2 separate regions of the Mus musculus genome follow, and region 1 is linked to region 2. Evidence: chromatin contacts called from public promoter capture Hi-C data. All regions are on one chromosome and are shown on one strand. The core of a region is the stretch at or near the end of the contact, and the rest is flanking DNA. Distances in the headings are between cores, read along the strand shown. Region 1 holds the start of Zdbf2 (zinc finger, DBF-type containing 2). Region 2 holds the start of Ino80d (INO80 complex subunit D).

Region 1 (3,944 bases), core at 879-3,378, 160 kb after region 2:
TTAAATTATAGATATAAGTTAAAATGTTTTAAACTGCTAGTAATGCACAAGATCTTAGTCATTCAAGCAGCTAGCCCAACCTCTCCCTCGAATTTTGGCGCTGGCACCTTCTTGATCTAAGTAGGAGTCAGTGACTTCAGGTGATCTCCAAGCCATCTTGTCTCTCTTCAGTGTTTCTGATTAAAGTTGAAAAGGGATTATAAGTGGGCTGCTTGACTCAGTTAAAAAAAAAAGAAAAAGAAAAAAGAGATATTCAAGGTGGACTTTTTCCTTTTTGTTTTAGTACTGGATTAGCTTTATAGTGTGTGTGTGTGTGTGTGTGTGTGTGTGTGTGTGTGTGTTGAGTTAAAGTCTTGCTGGGTAGCTCAGGCTGGCCTCACATGTGAGATCCCCATGCCTTCTGGGTGCTGGGGATTGCAGGAACATGGCACCTTGCCCAGTGGGGCTTGTCGTTTCACTGTTCAGCCACAGGTCCCCCAAAGCACTGAGAACTAATGTTCTTGCTGAGCAACTGGGTACTGGCATCAAGGCAATAGATTTTAGCCCATCTTGTCACCCTCATCTCGGAAGTGCTGGGGAAACTGATTTTGGTTTTAGAAAAATCCTCCTTTCAAAAAAAAAAAAAAAGTCATCCCTTTCCCCAGGAAATCTTTTCCACATTTATTGTGTGTGTGTGTGTTCCTGTGCGCTTGAGCTGTCTTGAGCTAGAAGCTTGCAAGTTGTTTTCAAGTTTGAATGGCGAGATGTCTAATACTTCCCTTCCTTGTAGGGTTGCGGGTTTCATTAAACAATGCATTTTTACTCGTTTGAAGCAAGAACAGTTTTAAACAGCTGCACACATCTTTTGTATGTGGTAGCAATACTGCCATCTGGCCAACAAAATCAAGAGGCCCCAAGTTTTTAAGATGCATTCTGATTTTGGAGATGTTGAAGTGGGAAGATTAAAAAAAAAATGTGTGCTTTAGCTGAAATACAGTTATGTCAGGAGAAAAGGGTTAATTCGTGACTGGGTTTCGTCGATAATTCCAAGGCTGACAAGTGTAAAACATTTCTCTTAAAGACGTTTGTATTTTTGGTGTTTTACAAGAAATCTAGAGACTGGGAATATATACATCAGGGTTTGGCTGGAATGTGTTGTGTGTTGAGTGGCTGGGATGAGTCTCCAGAAAGGCCGTGCCAACAGCACCACGAATACTTTTACATAAAGCATGGCTCCCTAGCCTTGAGCGGTACTTGTACTTTAAGCACTTAGGAGGGCAAAGCAAGAGAATTAAGAGTTTGAGACCAACCTGAGCTACTTAGTGAACACCCTGTCTGCAAAAGAAAAGGATGTGTGTGTGTGAAGGAAATATAGCTTTCAGAGGCTGTTCTTATTTTAGGTAACGATTATTTTCTTCATCACAGACTCTTAGTACATATTCAGTAGTAACTGATTTAGCTTTGTGTCTCCCCATAGCACTTGGTTTTTGCTCACTACTGCTTTTGTAGAAGATAGGGCAGTGAATGTACTTGAGGGCAAACAGATATTTGTTAATTTTCGTAACCCTTTCTTGTGCTTATTAGAAGTCTGAATACCTTGTCTCTTTAAAGGAACCCGGGTCTCCCCTTTTGTTAAAGGGGGCTCATTGGACTCATTTTACAGTTACCCTTCAGCAGTGAAACGCAGAACGCGATAGCAACCTTAAAACAGTGTCTAGCCCTGAGTAAACGGGTCTTTGAAAAGCAGCTTTTGGTTGAGGCACCTCACTGCAGACTCTGGGCAACCAAGCTCTTCATTAACCCCTTGAACGCCATTCTCCTTGCCCGAATTCACATGTTGCTTCGCGAGCCATTTTTCATCTGGTCACTTGGGACTTAACTTCTCCAAAAGCTGAAGCTTGGCTCTGGGTCCCGGTCCCAAGCCCCAAACCCCAAGCTCTGATTCGGGCGGGGGGCGCGTGGGGCGGCGCCTGCAGGAAGTGTGCGCTTTAAGAGCGGGAGGAAGGGGCTCGCAGCGGCGGGGGCTGGCGCGGGGGCCGGGGGCGGCGCCGGGCCGTGCGTCAGAAGGGGCCCAGTGTTCGCACCTTCGCTGACGTCAGAGCTGCAGTGGGGCTGCGGTGCCTTGGCCAGCCCGTGCCAGCCCGAGCCCAGTCGCGACTCGGAGCCCGCGTCGAGCGACACGCGCTCCGCTCCGCTCCGCTCCTCCGTTCCGGGCGGGCGTGGCCCGGGGCCCGGCGGCTTCGGGACGTTTCGGGGGTCCTCGCGGCGCGGCGGAACCCAAGCGGCGGGCAGCGCGCCCAGGCCGGCCGCGGCCCGCAGCGGCCCGGAAGGAGAGCAGGAGGCATCCACGGAGGTGAGTGCCGTGGCGGGGCGGGCCGTGGCGGTGTGCGGGCCGGGAAACCCGCTTCCTGCCCGGGGGCGGCGTGGACGGCTCGTCCGGACTCCCGCGCTCGCCGCGACGGACTCGGGCGGCCTCACGGCGCGCAGCCCCGGGGCGGCTGCGGGGCACGGCGGAGGGAGGAGGTGAGCCCTGGTGGCGGCAGGGACGCGGGAGAGGCCAGGGCGGGCAGCGGGCGGCGGGCGGCGGGCGGACCGGGCCGCGCGAGGCATTCGGCGCCACCTGTCCACACACCCCCTTCGCCGCGTTGCCTGCGCGCTCGGTCCCCGGCCTTCCCCGCCGCGGAGTTTTGCTGGGGACCGTCGATGCTGGGTCGTGTGAGTGTGTGCGTGTTACCGATCGCTTTGCTGCCGTCGTGCAACAGTTGTGTAGAGCTGGTCAGAGACGCCATCGTCGTCTTTACTTGCTCCCAAGAAGGCCCTTTCCAGGTTCTACGGTTTTCTGACGACAGTTATGGGTAGCTCGGGAAAGAAAAAGAAAAGATGCAGGTCGCAAGGCACTAAAAACGGTTTTCGTCCCCAAATGATACTGTTTTTTTTAAATACGTGTATTTGTTTTTGCTGCAGTTATATGCTTCGAGGGGCGGCGAGGGGCATGGAGAAAGCCCGTAGCAAATCTCATCCACTAGAGAGAGTCCATTAACAATTTCAGATTATCAGCCCCTTCTTTTTGAGAATGTATACGTTCATGTACTTGCTTCATGTGCGTGTTTTACATAAGTGTGGGTGTTTATTTTTCGTTCTTTTCACTTAATACATCGAGGACTTTTTCTGTATGGTCTGAAACCAAAGCGTTACATGCTAGCTAGAAACTCGTTGAAAATTTGATTACGTATCACTGCAGTAGCCAGCCCATTGGCTGGAAGAAAGCTGAAATCAGGGTAGCAACCGGTTTCTATAACATATTGTTTACTCTTCCTAATAATTTGGGGCACTGTTTTTCATACCTGTTGGTCAATTGAGAGACTGATGTAGTTATTCATGACTAACATTAAAAAATGAATTAAGATAACAAAAAATGCCAGAATGTATACAGCTAGGGTATTGTTTTGTGAAACCTTTAAAAACTGCGTGTGCGTGTGTGTGCATGTGTGTGTGTACGCGCGCACTCTCGAGCATTGGGTTGTAATATAAAAATGTTATTGCTTCCTATGGTCTCATGCTAAATAACCTTAAAGTCACCAAAGTACTTTCAACACTCAAAAGGTATAAATGATGGAATTAAACTAAATGTTAATTTTATCCTTTTTTGTTTTCAGAGTAGTGATAATTGTATAGTGTACCAAATTTGGTTGCTAATTATTTGCTTTCACCTAATATTAAAACATTTTTTTTCTAAAAATTATTCTATTAAATTCTATTTTTCTATTAAAAAATGTCTAGATGTTAAGGAACTGAAGCACCATTTGCTCAGTTTCACCAGCCACCCTGTTTTTGGTGTGAGACCTGGAACAATATCCTTCCTTATTCTAAACCTCGGGTTGCCTCCTATCTTTTGATAAGATAATGCATTTGAAGCTGCTGACAGCATGCCTGGCTCAGATTAAGTGCTCACGGTTAGCTATTAT
Region 2 (3,897 bases), core at 80-2,579:
GCGCCCAGCCCTCCAGGTCCTTCCTCCCAGTTTTGAATGCTCTGTCTGTCAGCCGAGGTCTCCCCCATGGCTTCAGCGTCTGAGTCGGTTCTAACCGGACAAGTGACCAACTAAGAGGGGTAAAGTCCTACCACGGAGGGCAGGGGACTGCTCCAGAAGCCTGCCTGGTCCTGCCCCTCTCCCTGACAGTTTGCTCTCTGCTCTCTTCTTAACTACCTTCCTGCCGGAGCTGTCCAGAGAGGGAGACTGAGGACCCAAAGGAGTCCGGGAGAGAAGGTGGGGGTAGTAATAAAGACACAAGTAGCACCCCCACAGCTCCTTGGTGGGGTGCTGGGTTTTTTAAAAAGGGGGGAGGAGGGGAGGCCGATGGACCCTGACTTTGCAATAGAAACAGCACCTGAATCTACCTCCTCCCTTCCCCACCCCCGAAAGCCCAGTCACTAACTAATAAAGCTAAGAAAAACCCCTTGAAAACTTTTCCAAACCGGAAGAGACGGCTTCTCCCCGGGCCCTGGAGCTCTTGGGGAATGGGCTGGAGTTGGCAGCCCCGTCGGGGATCGCGGGGAGCGGGGTGGGGCGCGGCGCGGGCGAGGGGTGCAGGGGCGGAGTACCTTGAACGGACAGGAACTGGCAAAGAGTTTCGAGCCAGCCGAGTGCTCGCCCCCCGAAGCCCTCGGGGGTCCCGGGCGCTAGGACCGGGGCTCCCCGGAGAGAAGGCGGCCTCCAATTCGGGCCTAAAAGGAAACTTTCCGGGCCGCGGCTGCACCTGACTCCTCGCCGCCCCTCCACCCCACGCCCGCCAGGCCGCCCGCCCCGCCCCGGCCAGGCCGCCCAGAGCGCCGTGGAGCGGGGGGGATAAACAAACCCAACAGTTACCGGAATCCGGGGGGCCCCGTCTGCGCGATGCCCGGGGACGGGGTGCTGCCGCACGGTCCCCACTCCGAGGCCCCGTCGCCCCGGTCCCCGCCGCCCAGCCCTCCGTCCCGCGGGAGAGCTTGGGGCCGGCGCAGGATGCAGCCCGCCCGCCCGCCCCGAGGCCCCGGGGGACCCCAGGGGCGCGGGAGGCCTGTGGCGCGGGGGCAGGGCGCGGCCGCCGCGGGGCCCGAGGCCTAGGGCGCCCCCCCTTCCGCAGCACTCCTGGGGCCCGGCCCGCGCAGGCCGCGCCGCTCGCCGCGCTCAGGCCGCCGCCGGAACCCCCGCCGACGCTGCCCGCGGGCGTCCCCGAGGCCCCCGGTGCCCCATCCCCCGCCACCCCAGCGCCGGCCCCACTCACCCTTTCATTCTCCGCCCGCGGCCTGGCGTGGGCCGGCGAATCCCCGGCCTCACGTAAGCGCGCTCGCCGCCCGCCCTGCCTACGCGGCCCAGCCCGCCGCCCTACGGGAGCCCGGGGATGTGGGCCGGGCCTGGGGCCGCCTCTGCTTACCTTTCAGCTGCTTTTTTTTTTTTTTTTTTTTTTAATTTTTTTTTCCTCCTTCCTCCCCCTCAACCCCCCCTCCCTCGCCTAGGCTGACAGATCAGAGAGGCGCTGGCAGTGGACTTAGGGAGCTCGGCTGCTACTGCTCCCTCCCTGGGCTTCGGCAAGAGTCTTTCCCTGTCTAACACGAGGGGTGAGGATCATATTTTTATTTTGGAAACTAAAAAGTGCTCCCAGGGTCGGTGATCATTAAGGGGAAATCCCTGAATATACTCTCCAGCCAAGAAGGCAGGGCTGCCCGCCTGCACTAGAAGAGGCAGCAGCCTCCTACAGCACCACTACAGGCACCGCGAGGACATAACACCACAGAGCAGTTCCTCTGCCCTCCGAAACGACAACTTTCCTACCATCTTGGAGGCAGAGGAGAGAGGGGCCAAGGGGAGAAGTGCACCGGCTCCAGCCAGATAAAGTCCAAATTTCTACCTCTCATCGCTGGAAAAAAGCCCATACTTGAGAAAAAGCAGGGAAGAAACAGAAAGGAGGTCGTGTGCTCCGTGGTGGGGAATGTTTCTGCACCTTCTGATGGAAAGAAATCTTTACAAGACACAGGTTTTACGATATTATTGTTTTCCATGTTAACTTTTTCCATAAGGGTGACAGTGGCAGCTTACTTTTTTTTTTCTATTTTTTTTTCTTTTTTTCAGGCTAATAATGATTTTTCTCTATGGCAGGTCCAAGTTCTGTATCTGGTGGCCAGTCTGTAAATTGGCACTTGAGAGACTTAGAGGTCACGGTATTGTCTTTATTTAATGCTCGTTTATGTTGTATGTATTCGTACTTATGGTTTCATGTATTAGAGGTAAGATTTTGTGGTTTTGGTATCTGAGGAACTGAGGCTGCTGAGAGTCAATTGTAAAGAGATGGCTTTTGTCTTCTCTCAGAGCAATGTAAGTAAAACCTATTGACTGCCCAGAAAGGCATAATACAGCTGTTTATTTTTCACGGTGCAAATAGAAGTAGTGTGTATTTAAACTCTCAGGACAGCTGAGCAAGCCAGTTCATCTATCAGCCCAAGAAGAAAGATGACTCCTATAAACCTAGCAACAGATTGAAAGATGCCTTGGATTTTCTTCAAGTAAAATTATTTATTAAGAATTATATCTAGAATTCCATTTCTGTTATTTTCTTTTAGTTTGCATAGATTGATGAATGTCTAGGCCTTTGGTACATTGCATACTTTGCTGCCTGCTTCTTGGAACACAGAATTGAGGGGTAGGCTTCTCTTCCCTAGTGTTGGAATGTTCAGAACTTCCGGTGTAGTGTCAGCCTGTTGAGCGACTTTGTACATTGCAAAGATGTAATAGGTTTACTTTTTTTAAGTGATTTTTTGTTTTATGTACATTGGTGTTTTGCCTGCGTGTATGGCTGTGTGAGGGTTTTAGATGCCCAAGAACTGGACTTACAGACAGTTGTGAGCTGCCATGTGGCACTTGAGCTGGGTCCTCTGGAAGATCAGCCAGTGCTCTTAACCACTGAGCCATTTGTCCAGCCCCAGAATCTCCTCCCTTTCTTTCTTTCTTTTTTTTTTTTTTAATGAACAAACTTTAGCACATAAACAGGATCAAAGAAAAAGTGCACCAGGCATGGAGACAGCCAGCTGCTGCTGCAGCCTGACATGTCCATGGCGGAGGTGTTAGGAGAAGTAGGAACTAGCCAGGCTTTTTGTATGTTGCAAGGGAATTAGGGATGCTCATTTAAAATTCATTGCAAAGCATTTTAGGTGTAATTGATGTTTAAAATGCCTATTTCTGAGTTATAACTTTTTTTTAAAAAATATTTATTTATTATATGTTAAGTACATTGTAGCTGTCTTCAGACACCCCAGAAGAGGGCATCAGATCTCATTAGGGATAGTTGTGAGCTACCCATGTTGCTGCTGGGATTTGAACTCAGAACCTTTGGAAGAGCAGTCAGTGCTCTTAACTGCTGAACCATCTCTCCAGTCTCCGAGTTATAACTTTAAGATGAATTCAGATACTATTTGTCTGGGGAGCTTTATTATCTAAATTTGAATATAAAACCTTCTGTGAGTTTTTCCTCCTTCATTGGTGGGAAAAACTGTGGGCATTAAAATTAACTAGTTCCTCTCACGTTGGAAGTCTTACTTGTGAGGTTGTGTGATATTTACATTTTTAAAAATTTATTAGGTATTTTCTTCAATTACATTTCCAATGCTATCCCAAAAGTCCCCCACACCCTCCCCCGCCCCCAGATATTTACATTTTTGTTGGTTTGGTTTGGTTTGGTTTGTTGAAAGGATCTTGCTATCTAACCCAAGCTGGCCCTGGACTCAGTAGGTAGTTCAGGCTAGCATGGAACTCATAGCTTTTTGTGCCAGTATTAGTCACATCACCCACTCAGCCCAGTATTTGTTCTGTCCCCCTTGGACATAAAGCACAGTGGTCATACAAGAGAGTAAGCGT

What was found. Promoter capture Hi-C pulls out the DNA fragments that hold promoters and counts their contacts.
Region 1: a contact with region 2 is called in a promoter capture Hi-C map of embryonic stem cells. The contact joins the promoter of Zdbf2 here to the promoter of Ino80d in region 2. A contact is called at or near these places in 1 of 39 promoter capture datasets (embryonic stem cells) and 1 of 9 other capture datasets (pancreatic islet).

Annotation. Positions count from the first base shown.
Region 1 is chr1:63,271,141-63,275,084 of GRCm38.p6, forward strand. It overlaps Zdbf2 (zinc finger, DBF-type containing 2), which reads left to right and starts at 2,129. Exons shown (of 7, transcript NM_028673.1): 1 at 2,129-2,332. It overlaps Gm11608 (a long non-coding RNA gene), which reads right to left and starts at 2,116. Exons shown (of 3, transcript XR_865482.2): 1 at 2,064-2,116.
Region 2 is chr1:63,112,938-63,116,834 of GRCm38.p6, forward strand. Ino80d (INO80 complex subunit D) reads right to left here and starts at 1,330. Exons shown (of 12, transcript NM_001114609.1): 1 at 1,274-1,330. Ino80dos (INO80 complex subunit D, opposite strand) reads left to right here and starts at 1,534. Exons shown (of 4, transcript NR_045915.1): 1 at 1,534-1,607.